Linked DNA regions of Mus musculus: region 2 is linked to region 1. A link is a contact called in public Hi-C data. All regions are on one chromosome and are shown on one strand. Each heading gives the region's core, a stretch centred on a gene start, on an enhancer-like site or on the middle of the called end of the contact. The rest is flanking DNA. Distances are from core to core; before and after follow the strand shown. Region 1 has its middle 220 kb from the start of Gm24957. Region 2 overlaps Gm36251 (a long non-coding RNA gene).

Evidence for each region. Hi-C and Micro-C count contacts between places; a contact is called where the count stands out from the background.
Region 2: a Hi-C map of cortical neurons shows a contact between it and region 1, with 2.8 times the contacts expected there. The contact joins two enhancer-like sites. A contact is called at or near these places in 2 of 484 Hi-C or Micro-C datasets (cortical neurons and forebrain).

What each region holds. Positions count from the first base shown.
Region 1 is chr9:112,741,927-112,748,669 of GRCm38.p6, forward strand. No RefSeq gene overlaps it. Among named protein-coding and RNA genes, the nearest start is that of Gm24957, 220 kb to the left of the region's middle. Within about 2 kb of position 2,720, at least 7 of the 459 cell types and tissues checked have an H3K27ac peak or open chromatin away from gene starts, as enhancers often do. A contact at or near this core is called in cortical neurons, where this site is marked.
Region 2 is chr9:113,077,712-113,084,454 of GRCm38.p6, forward strand. The region is part of intron 5 of Gm36251 (a long non-coding RNA gene); the gene reads right to left. Among named protein-coding and RNA genes, the nearest start is that of Gm36251, 42 kb to the right of the region's middle. Within about 2 kb of position 3,615, at least 4 of the 459 cell types and tissues checked have an H3K27ac peak or open chromatin away from gene starts, as enhancers often do. A contact at or near this core is called in cortical neurons, where this site is marked.

The DNA of each region.
Region 1 (6,743 bases), core at 1,470-3,969:
TGTGTATATATGCCACATTGTATACAGATACCCATGGAAGTCAGAAGAGGGTGTTGGATTCCTTGGAGCTGGAGGTTGAGAAAGTTATGGGACACCTGATGAGAGGCAACTGAACTTGAGTCCCTGAGAAAAGCAACATGTGATCCTAACCACTGAGCTCTCCTTCCAGACTGCCACTGAATTTTACCCCCTCAGGTTCATTCTTCTATAAATCCTGAAATTTTCATACAGCTACTTGAAAACCCAGCAAGACTTACAAGTTTCAGGACAGGAAAGCACAACCAAGGGGGTTTAATTCTTGGTAACATAAGTAAATAGATGGTCCGAGTGAGTCCCTGGGAAAGGTGATATTCCTACAATGAGATACCATATAATTAAGTGAGTGACCATTTCTTTAAGAACACAGAACAATTAACATGTAAAGATAGCCACAAGAGACAGAGGCTGGAGAAATGCTCAGTGGTTAACAGCACAGGCTACTCTTGCAGAGGAAGAGATTTGAGTCTCAGCACCCACATGGCAGCTTACAACCACCTATGATATCTGTCTTAGTCAGGGTTTCTATTCCTGCACAAACATCATGACCAAGAAACAAGTTGGGGAGGAAAGGGTTTATTCAGCTTACACTTCCATACTGCTGTTCATCACCAAGGAAGTCAGGACTGGAACTCAAGCAGGTCAGAAAGCAGGAGCCGATGCAGAGGCCATGGAGGGATGTTCTTTACTGGCTTGCCTCCCCTGGCTTGCTCAGCCTGCTCTCTTATAGAACCCAAGACTGCCAGCCCAGAGATGGTCCCACCCACAAGGGGCCTTTCCCCCTTGATCACTAATTGAGAAAATGCCTTAGAGTTGGATCTCATGGAGGCATTTCCTCAACTGAAGCTCCTTTCTCTGTGATAACCCCAGCTGTGTCAAGTTGACACAAAACTAGCCAGTACAATATCGATTCCAGGGAAACTGATACCTACATCTGGCTTCCATGGGCACTCAACACAGATGGTACACCTACATGCAGGCAAACACTCACATACACAAAATGAAAAGGAAATGTTTTAAAAAGTAAAAGTTATATTGTATTACTGTCTATCATTTCTCAGTAACCAGCTGTGTCATGGACAGAGACCTTCAATAGACCAGGGTTCATCACAGTATCCTTGCTGACACCCCTTGCATCTTGGAATCCAGAAGCCTCTTACTGCTAATGGATCCTCTGTCTGAGCAGTCAGTCATGCTGCCTCTCTCTCCCCATATGAAGTAAAGTCTCATCTTGTGATTTATGCTTTACAATAATGATACACAAAATCTCTGCCCTTACACTGCCTATCTTCAAAGACTCCATTCAACTCCTGCTCTCTCTAGGACACCTCTTGTAACATTTCCTGGCTCCATCAGCTCTGTGGGATCTTGTGTGTGGGATCTGTGCTTGTGTCTCTTACCACACAGGCTGACTAAACACTGGGATCCTTTCTCTGCCATCTTTGGATGCTTCACCACCTCAGAAACACGTGTGACCTTGAGTCGTCCTCTAGACACATTTACTGGTGTTAGGTGGACAACAAGCTCTCTGGTTCGTGTTCACCTCATGAGGAGAGACTGCTCTGTGAATCATGAGCATGGATTTCTAAAAAAAAAAATCCATATTTCATTGTTTGGAAAGCTGGCTCCTCACTAGATAGTCCGATGATTTAATTGTTGTGCTGCCTTCAATGATTTTAATAATCAAGCACTTGGCATAAATTTAAGAAAGTACCAGTGAGTCCACAGGAGTTACTTAATTGTTATATAATCATTGTTCCTCCTAAAAACAACTTATTCTTTGTTGATATGGTAATGGCAGTCCATTAGGTGTCCATTAGGGTATTCCTTATGGAACCTGACACAAGAAACAAATGCTACCATTTGCAAATTAATGTTTGTTTTATGAAACAAAAGACTTTCCCTTCTAAATGATCCTGTGGTGTCTGGGGTCTGTGACAGAGGTGGAAGGCAGGGGAAGAGCATTATTGTAGGGACAGTGTGAGAGCTGTCAGAGCAGGCTTAAGGTCACAGACACTCCTCAGGGTGCAGCTGCAGACACAGTTGATATGGGCTCTCTATACTTTCTGTGGCATGGCTTTTTCTGGGTTGAATTGCTCTAGTGCCCCAGAACTTTGTACCTGGCCTTGCTACTCCCTCGACTGAGAGAGTGCCAACAATTTGGCAGTAGAAACAAAAAACAAAAGCATACACTTTTAATGATCAAATGAATCTTGTCCTCTCAAAATTACATTTTAACTTTTAAAATATACATGTTTCTATCTAAATCTAAAGTTCATTTATATGTTCAATTATGCATTATATACAAAATGTCTTGATGAGGTCTCTGGATATATTTTAAGTAGACTTAAAATAACTAAACCTTTGGTCCAAAATTTGTACCATGTTCTCTGTCCAACAGTCAGGGAAAAACCATCACTTATCTGGCTAGGAATCAACTACAGTTACACATAAATAGATACCACATTGTCCAACAAAACCAACAGTTTATTGGTTGTGTGTGTTTTAAACATTTGTGTTATATGTGTACATGGGTATGTGTACATTGCAGAAAGCAGAGATCAATGTCTTCTTCCCTCATTGGTAATTCTCCACATTACTTTTTGAAAGAGGTTATCTTACTGACCCAGCACTTCCCTATTTGTCTAGACTAGTTAGCCACCAAGTCCATTGAACTCCTGTCTCCATCCTCAATTCCCTGCCCCCTAATGCTAGGGTCACAAACATGAGTCAGGTAAAACTATTTAGATCAATCCTGGAGATCTAAATTTGGGACTTCACACTTGTGTGGCAGTCCTGTTACCAACTGCTTCATCTCCCCAGCAACGGCTTTTTGTTTTCGTATGCTGTTTCAGCTGCTAAAAATACCCTGTGTTTATTTCACTCCTGTTTTCTCCGTGTCAAGCTCCACTCACTCCTGTTTGCCTTCTGGAGTTTGCTTGATCCATCCTCGTCTCCTTCCTGCAAAACTACTTCAGTGGTTAGGCATCATGTCTGATCGTCTGACATCTAATTATGCTCCTCAAATTGCTATGTAATTGAAGCTTCTAAGTGATATGACACAAAGTCCAGGTAGCTTACAAGCCGTCCTCTAACATGTTAAGCATCATAGAATGTTAAGTAGATCCTTGATGGTATGCATATGAAATGATTGTTTTGTTGAACACTGGTAATTCAATGAATCCATAATCTAACTACCTATGCTACTAAACTATGCCCTGAGGGGCATTTCATTTACTTTAAAAAATGGATTGAGATATATTATGAAATTAATTGTGTGTGTCTAAAATGTGTAGATTATACAATAACAACCACTTGGGAATTTCAGTGATTTGACATTGAACGCAGGTTGTTAGTATCTGGAAAATGAAGAAGAAGAATAATTCTATTTTATGAAATTTCACACCAATGAAAATTAAAACATTTTTGGGACACTGAGTTCAGGAAAAATAGGATTTTCTTATTGAAAACAGATGTTTCTCTCGTAAAATATATCCCAACCACAGTTTCCCCGCCCTCTGCTTCTTCCAGCCCCTTGAACTCCACCAGATCCATATCCTCCTCCACTTACTCTTCCGAAAAGAGCAGGCCTCCAAGAGATGACATCCTAACAGAACAAAACAAGATATAATAAGACAAGGTAAAAGCCCTCATATAGAGTCTGGACAAGGCAACCTGACTGAGAAAAAGAGTGCTAAGACCAAGCAAAAGAGTCAGAGCTATACACCCAAGAGGAGTTTTGTTCTGGTATGAGGGATATATTCCTAAATCCTGGAACACAGAGGATCTCTGCTAGATTTCATAATGCCTTCCAAAGCTAAATGTAGTAGAATTTTTTTCCTGTGAAAAACTGGCAAATATCAGCTTGCTGAGCAGGGGCAGAGAGCTTCAGTTGATAGTGTTCAATCTCCTGTGAAGGTCAACACACTTTACAAAACAACATCAGTCCCAACAAAACAAAGGTAGTTTATTAAGACACTCTGTAATTAGGACAATATTCCCATACGGGACAAGAAAACAGAGATAAAAATATGTTTGCCTCCAATGATCTAGATCTCTAAGCAGATAAACAATATTTTAATTAAAAGCAAGCATGTGAAAATGTTCAAGCAGTACTCCTGAGCACGGCAATGAAAAGTTCTCCGTCTTTAGTTCACCCTTGGAGATAATTAAATTTCAGAGTTTCTGCTTTAAATTTTTTCTGATGATTTCCAACTGATGTCTATTACTCTCGTAATGCTATCAAATTTACAGTGTACTGACTTGCTCCTTGATAGAAGAATGTGTGTGTGTGTGTGTGTGTGTGTGTGTGTGTGTGTGTGTGTGTGTGTATAGCCATGAGATCATCGGTGTATGAGAAGGCCGGAGGTCAACCTGAGGTGTCATTACTCATTACTGTCCACATCACTAGGATCTGTGAGTCAATACTGAGGCTAGGCTGGCTGTTCAGTGAGCCACAGGGAGCCTCCTGCCTCCACCTCCCCAGTGCTGGAATTGAAAGGTGTTCCTTTAGGGCTGGTGAGATGGCTCAGTGGGTAAGAGCACCCGACTGTTCTTCCAAAGGTCCAGAGTTCAAATCCCAGCAACCACATGGTGGCTCACAACCATCCGTAACAAGATCTGATGCCCTCTTCTGGAGTGTCTGAAGACAGCTACAGTGTACTTACATATAATAAATAAATAAATCTTTAAAAAAAAAAAAAGAAAAGAAAAAAAAAGGTGTTCCTTTAATTGGGTGTTGGGGATTGAAGAGTACTCACTGTTCTTGCAGAGGACCTGAGTTCAGTTCCTAGAACCCACTTGATGGCTCCTAACTGTGGGTAACTCCAGTTTTATGGGTTCTAAGACCTCCTCTTCTAGACTCCATGGACATTTGCACACTCATGATACACATGCATACATGCAGGCAAAACACTCAAATACATAAAATTAGATAAATAAAATCTTTAAAAGTTATTTTTCAAAGCAGAACTTGTCGCATATCTTAGTCAAACAACACACTAAATATTAGAAGTAAACTAAACTAGCTCTTCTTTCAGTTGACCTGGCTTTCAGGCTCTATGGATCTTCCTAAAGAGTCTGTTCCAAGGCCCCAGGCACATATATAGCAGAGGACTTCCTGGTCTAACTTCAGTAGATGATGAGCCTAATCCTCAAGAGACTTGAATGCCCAGGGAATGGAGAGGTCAGGTGGGGAGGACATCCTCTCAGAGACTGGGGACAGGAGGAAAGGGATGAAGATCTGTGGGAGAGGGTACTGATGGGGGAAGCAGCTGGATTGTAAAAAAAATATGTGTAAGTTTTTCTTTTTTTAAAAGGGTGTCTTACTAAGAAAACTCTGCATCTTTGTAATATCACGAAACTATGTAGTATCTTGATGTCTTTCTTCTAACAGTGGAAAGTCTAACTCTGCTTTTGCTCTTGAGCCTAGCTTAGATGGAGAAGCTAAAACTTAACCAGAACTTAAATTTAATGTCTGACATATTTTCTGAGCAGCACAATTGCTTATTTTGGGGTCCAGGACTGAAGCCCTACCCCCCTCCATGCTGCTTGTGTTATATATTCTGTCATAAGAAGAAGAAAAGTAACTACAGCCAGTTTTGATACTGACTTCCTATTCTACCTGTCCTGTCGTCGGTAACGTACTTTGTCTCATCTGCTTCATGAATAGATAGCCTATTTGTGTGTGCACTGTGAGCTTCTTGGAGGAGCAAACTAAGCTTTAGCTTGTAAAATCACAATGATTTGCATTTGTTTGCAAAGTTTAGCTAACATTCAAAAGAATCATTTGCAGTAGTTTTCCAAATTCCCATTTCCTCTGTCCAAAAATATTTTATGACTAAGTACAGCACTCTTATGGGTTTGTTATTTAATAGCTCTACTCCTGTAATTTGCCATAAAACAGACACAACCGGAAGTGAAGCGATATAAGCTTTGTTATAATGAGCTTACTTTATCACCAGTTTCGCCTAATGGGATTATAGTCTATAAATGATCGCGTTGCCATAGCAACCACCTTAAAAGCCACAGTGGGCTGTAAATGCAATAACAACACCTGTGTACCATCTTCTTGTTTTGGTAGTTTATATTATTTTTGGTCCAACAAAATAGGAGGACACCAAAAAGATAAAGTATAAAACAACCTATTGTTTCAATCAGGACTTCTCATCACGTTCATTTCAGATTTAGACATTTCTCGATTTGAATCACGAGTTGCCTGCAGAAGATGAAAGAAAACCAGCTTTGGAACTTGGCTGGTTAACCCTGAATAACCCCACATCACAGAGTTGCAAGCAGAAGAAAAGATTAATCCACAAAAGAATTAAATTTCCAAGTGGAATAAAATAACGTACCAGAAATGTTTTCCTGAATCCATTTTAGGATTTCTTGCTTATGAAAAATTATCATAGTGCTGTGCCTCTGTCTGCTCAGCATTTCTATGAAGTGTAATGCGGTGGGGGAAAATTTGTTTGACTTTGCTGTAGATCAAGTATGGTTTCTCTGGGGTATACGTGGAGCAACTGAAATGACCAAGTTCTAACTTTATCGTGTGTCATCTAATAATAGTCAAAAATGTGTGAAAACTTACCCTCATTTCTCTCTGCTAAAAGACAAAGTTGGGGGTCCTGGGGATAAAGCCCACTGATAGAGTACTTGTTTAGCATGCACAAATACTAGAGTTCTGTCCCCAGCACCCAATGAAACTG
Region 2 (6,743 bases), core at 2,365-4,864, 340 kb after region 1:
TGTGTGAGTGTAGGTGTATATGTGTATAATGTGTGTATATGTGTTGTGAGTGTATGTGCATGTGTGTGAGTGTATGTAGGTGTGCATGCCTGTGTGCCTCTGTATGTGCTTGTGCATGAACATGCACACAGCATGATGAACATGTAGATGTCAAAGGATAACTTTCAGAAGCCAGTTCTCTCTTTCCACCAGGAGTTGCAGGGACTGAATTTGGGTCATCAAGCTTGGTGCAGTGAGTGCTTTTAAATCTTCTGTGTTTTCTCACTGCTCCCAATATTTCTAATTCTGAAAGAACAGGGAAGAGATTGAATGGGAGGGGAGGAGAGGGGAGGGGAGGGGAGGAGAGGGGAGGGGAGGGGCGGAGCGGAGCGAGGCGAGGCAAGGCAAGGCGAGGAGAGGAGAGAGGTCAGAGAAAAATGAAAAGGAGGGAGGTTGGAAGGAGGAAGGAAAGAGGGAGGAAAAGGCCTTTTCAGAAATGTCTGTTCCTGGGCAAACATCTTTCAACATCTACAATGTAATAAAGTGACCAAAGAACCAGGATTTGGCAAATATGGAGTCTGTGAATTGGGACCATCTGTCCCTCCGTCTCCTCATTTCTGAAGGGAGAGATGATCTCATGGTGGCTCCCTTCATTTTAGGACAGTCCTGAGTATTGAGCATGACTATTTACACTGTGAACAAGACCTTGTCAATTCGATAGGTGGATGCCCTTATCTTCTCTACCTCTGCAGTTCTTCTGCAATATAAATCGATAGATAGCATAGAATTCACTCTGATCAGTCTAAAAACAATTATTGCTAAGTTCCAAGGGCATGAAGCATCTGTTCTCAGCAATTTTTTTTCCTCCCTGGTCCTCCTCTGATGTCTGGTCTGTTCCCATGAACATTCAGTGTCTAACTCGATTCCAGATTTTCCATGTAAGTCTCAGGTTTGCCAACAAACACCTCAGTAAATCCACCTCTAATGAGAAGTCTCAGAAGGAGTCTGCCAATTATTTTTCTTCATTATTTTTTCCTTTATCTTATAATTCTCATCTCAGAGTGTAGTCCAAGAGAAGATAAATAAATCTCTTAGCATGAAAACAACTAAGAAAACATGAACCAAATTCAAAATAGTCTTTGTCATAGTAAAGCCACAGAAATCTGCTTAAGTGGGAGTCTTACCTCATGCTGTGCTATGCACTGTGACAGAGTTAACACAGGAGTAAGGAAATGTACTTTGGGGAAATAGAAATGGCTCAGTGGCTAAAATCACTTGCTACTCTTCCAAAAGACTCAGGTTCTGGTCCCAGCATCGCATGGGAGGTCAAAACTAACTCTAACTCCAGTTCTAGGGGAAGTCTATCCAGCCTCTGGTGACTGCAGACACCCAGTGTACAGACACATACATTCAGTCATTCAGGCAAATATTCATGAATAAAATAAAAACAAAGCATTTTAAGAAAAAAGTACTCCCACCTATTTTCTGAATGTGCTTTGGCTCTGTTTCCTCAGATTGTACCATTACAAAACAGTCAGTCTCATGTTCTTTCATAAAAGCCCACCACTGCCTATTTACAACACATCAAGGTCAGCGACTCCACCCACTGTCCTGAAATGCACTGGAGAATGCTCACTGTAAAGCTAAGGCTGATAGAACATCTTAAGATGTAAAGTTGGGGCTGGTGCGAGGTTAGGGGGTGGGGTGGGATGGAGTGGGGAAGAGGAAGTGTCAGAGAATCTCTGAGCCAGACAAGCTGAAGTTGATCCCAGGTATTCCAGGTTGTCCTCTGACCTTAACAGGTATGCAATGGCACATGCACACCAACAGACATTCATGCTTACCATGTTGGTAGTGACCCCCTACTTCTGCAAAGCTAGGAAACCTAGCTGACAGAGTCATACACAAACCTGGATCTCAATGAAGCTGTCTATTAGGCTGCACGAAATGAATGAATGAAGCAGCAAGTGACCAGGGTGCACAATAATGCCAATCTCAGAGAAAGGATCATATGACTTTCCTCCCTTGCCGCCTCCCAGATCCGCTCTTTAAAACACACCAATCTGCGCTGCCGTACACACTCTTGGCTGTATGCCCATCCTCCAGAGCCCCCTCTACCTATCAGGGGCCACATCCTTAAAGAAAACTGACTCTTCCTCTCCTGGAAGAGAAGCTATCAACTCTCAATAGCTCCTCAGCTAAGAGGAAGACTTCAAGACTACCTCTTCTCTCTGTGCTGGGATTCTGTTGGGCTTGACCAATACTGGGAATTATTAGTTCAGTAATACATCCAAAAGTTTACACATACTAACCAAACAGAGTTTATCTATGACATTCAAGATTAGTCTAGTATATAAAACCAAATAATGAGAGATGGTGAGGGTACCTATTGCCACCACATGTCTATGCAATATGAATGTACTGACAGAAACAATCACACAAGAAAAGAAAACACCAAGCTATCCTAATAGTAGTTTAAATCCCTAATGACCCTTCTGCACTTAGAGGTGTGTGTGTGTGTGTGTGTGTGTGTGTGTGAGTGTTTATGTGTGTGTGTGTGTGTGTTTACCACCAACCGTGTGTGTGTGTGTGTGTGTGTGTGTTGCCAGTTAGTTGTATTTTTTGTTTGTTTTGGTGTTTGTTTCTGTTTTGTTTTTCAGATGAAGTCTCACTGACCTGAGCTTAACAAGTAAACAAAGCTGCCTGGTCAGCGAGCCACTGAGATCTGCCCATCTCTGCCTTCTGAAGCTTGGGATTATGAACTTTTATTGCTATGGGTTTGGGGGATGGAATTCAGGCAAGGCAAGTGCATTCCTGACTCCCCAGCCCCCTAATGACTCCTTTCAAAGTAAATGTTTGGAACTGAAATATGAGTTCAATAGAATTGTAGGGCATAAAATCAACATGCAAAAAAAAAAAATGAGTTACATGAATAATGACCTACTCAAAGGAGACACTAGGCAATGATCCCATTTGCATGAGTCCCTTGTCCCCAACAATAAAATACACATACACAAGAACCAATATAACTATGAAGGGGAACTACCTATACTCTGAAATGAGACAAAGATCCACCCAGGAGAGAGAATGAGATGACCACTACAGAACAGACCTGACCTCACTTCACACGGCCTTCTACACGGAGGAGGCTGCACCATATTCCTTTGCCCCACTTATTTAAATATAAGGTTTGTTACTAGAGAATAGCTGACTGCGTGATACATACTGATGTGTGGCCAGCATCACTCCTGAATGTCAAGGAAACCTATGTTTGTTTTAAATGTACAACCCTCTACTACCAGCTCTTCCTTAATTAGAATTTTCCTGAGTGTTTAAACCTAGGCACAAACATTTAGAGCAAGCTATTGCCATGCATATGAAAATGAGGGTGCTGTGGAGGTAATTAGGAGTGTGATCTGCCTCCCTCGGCCTGCTTACTCCTAAGATTCCCTGTTTCTTTGGTGATCAGCCAGCTTGGCTCAGCTAATGCTGGGTGCATGTGTCCAGTTTCCTTTGTTTTAAGAAATTGACATCTCCAGAGCCATTTGAAGACTATAACCCAGGTTGACAGGCACAGATTCTGTTCCACAGGGATGACCCCACCACCTATGACATGGCTTATGCATATACATAGTGTCTGCCCCACCCACCCCTGCCTCCCCTCATGCACACACATAGTGTCTGCCCCAACCCATGACTCCCCTCATACACAAACTATTTTTAGAATCCTGAAAAGAAACGGCTAGAAACTCTTACATCGTTGTCCTGAAGTGTGATTTTTTTCCCATATATGACACATTGATCAAAACAGAAGAGAACCTTTCCTAAATTCTCTGAGTCAGACTTTATAAGTAACATCCGTGAGGCACGGTACATGAACAACAGTTCTTTAAAGCAACAAGAAATGTGACTTTTTCATGAATAAAAAATTGAGTTTGAACTTGGGTCCACCGAAGCCTTATTTAACTCAGAGCTCTTAAACCTCATGTCCTTTGTTTATGTGATACTTATATTTCAGACTCCAGGCGGTTCTTCCAGAAGAATTATACATTCTGATGCATTCATCCATCACACACTTCCGACGTTAGATGTATTTTTAGTGTGCCCAGCTTGCCCAGAATGAATATAACAAGCATGTAATGTATCCTGAGGTGGGAATGAAATTGATAGAAGCCGGGTAGGGGTGATGGAAAAGAGGAGGGTGGTGGAAAGATGACTCAGAGTTCATGAGCTTTGGAACATGAAAGGCTCTCTAAGTCATGGAAAAGCACGCTCAAGAGCCCACCAGAGCAAGACTCAGGGCCTGCTCAGCAAACAGCCTACAGCCAGGCAAGACCTAGCAGAACTGGAAAGGGGCATGCTAGACAAGCTGTTGCAAAATGTGCTTACAGGGCCATCAAGATGGCTCAGCAGTGAAAGTGCCTGAAGCAGAGCCTGGAGGACTGAGTTCTGTCCCCAGAATCTAAATGGTAAAAGAACTAACTGACTCCCAAAAGTTGTCCCCTGACCTTTACATGAAAACTGTAGTATATGTATACACATGTACATAAATACATACATGCATATATATATACACACATGTACAATATATAGTAAATGTAAAAATAAACTTTTAAAAATAAACAGAATGATTTTAGTATGGTTCAGATTTTAAATTATAGCCAAAAGTAATGAAATGAAGTTTTAAACTAATTTGTTTATTTTTAATTGCCATAGATAGATAGATAGATAGATAGATAGATAGATAGATAGATAGATAGATAGATAGATAGATATATAGATAGATATGAGAGAGGGGGAAAGAGAGAAAGGGAGTATGATATGACACATTGACTGAAGTGAACATTGTATAAGATGCAGTGAAGCTAATTAGCATCCATCACCTCATCAATTTATCAGTCTTGTGATTAGATCATTAAAAATATCTCAGCAATTTTGCAATCTACAATAGCTATGACCCATAGCACAATAGGTCACTAAATCATGTGTTCTAAGACTTTGTATGTTTGGTCAGAATCTTCTCATTCTTCATCTCTCTTAATGAGCCCCTAAGCTCTGGTATCCACTTTTCTCCTCTATGCTTCTATGATATTGGTCTTTTTAGATTGTACAAATAGGGAAAACCAGGGCAGATACCCAAATAATGGAAAGTAATGTGATGAGGAGACATGTGGACTCCTTGGTCCATTTCAGTGTCACCCAGGATATCCAAACCTCAAAATATGGAACAGGGATGGATAAAGAAGTGTCGTGTATTTTCATAATGGAATACTGAAATGCTTTTTAAAAGTAAGAAAATTGTCATTTGAAAACAGGACTGGTGGAAATGAGAACTTATCAAAGCAGTAGCGAGGTAAGACTTAATTTTTACAAAGATTAATGGATTAGAAGACACAGGCTGAGACACTTGGTGGTTAGTAGGCTGATGGATAATGGCCACACTGACCACTCCTAAGGAGTAGACCAAACACAATACATTGTGCAGCAGGTGATGCACCCACATTCACCCAGACCCCCTAGGGTCTCAGAGATCTCTCTTAACTTTGACCTATTAGGCATAATGATGTGTCTTAACCATTTGACTTCATACCAATAAACATACAACAGAGACAGTCATGGAAAAAAACACTGGGAAAAGACAATCAAAGCTTTATAGAGTCTCTGGATTGTTGTGTGTTAGGATGTGGCTCATATTAACATGAAAAATCTCAATGTTACTGACTTATTTCCCTTCTTACACAAGACCTGTCTCCTTTCTCCAAGCCTTGGCCAGCTCTGAATGAGAGTCACAAGGATGCCACACATAAGATATTTAGAATTTCCAGCAGTCTGAGAACCACACTGTTGCCTACAAAGCCTTGTGTGTATTGCTTTCACTACAACAGAATACACCTCTGTTATGTAAAACCTAGCCTGGTACCAGAGTGGCAAGATGGTCTCTACCAAAGAGGACCGTGCATTCTTCTTCTTTCCCTTGAACACAAGTGGTATAAGATAGGCATGTTAGTGTGTGTTACTGGACGCGGAGCCTGAGACAGGGGTCCTGCTATGCTGATAGAAAACTCTTAGGAGAATGAAAATGAGTCAGTTGATGTGAGCCAAAAAAAAAAAAAAAAGCAAATGAGTAAAGATGTAACTTCAGCTTAAGGTCGGCTTCAGTTTGGTCTGCTAGTCTACCCCACTGTTTGTATTCAGGACTGTCCCTCCCTTAAAGCAAGGGACATTCTCCTAGAACCCCATTCCACTCCATCCTTAACTAAAGCCTGCTTTCATTGATACACTGTAGGTATCTAACAGATAAGGTAAAGTAGCCATCACTTGGATGAACGTAATTTGCTGCAGGAGAAAGCAGCCACATTAGCAGACACTTGCAGGAGCTGGAAACTGGGTTTACCAGGCAGGTAAAGTGGATCAGAGTAGGACACCAGTTAGCCTTCTCTATGGGTTTCAGTGGCATTTTGCTGAAACCTAGGGTGTAACATTTATTGAAACGACCCCCCCCCCCAGTATTTATTTCTAACATTCCCACTTTCCAGAAAAAGAAACAAAAGAGAATGTCATAGAGTGAACAGTCAGGTTTGCCCTTCTCCCTAGAAACAAAGACAGGCTGGTGGTGCCCTGTGCCACTCAAGGTAGTGAAGAAGAAAGGCTTGTGGTCAAAGGAAATGTTGGCTTTCTACTAGCATCCTGCAGGCACAGCACAGGGACCTGGTACAGTGTAGGAAGGAGCTTCATCTTCACTGTTCCTGTGATCTGGTTATATT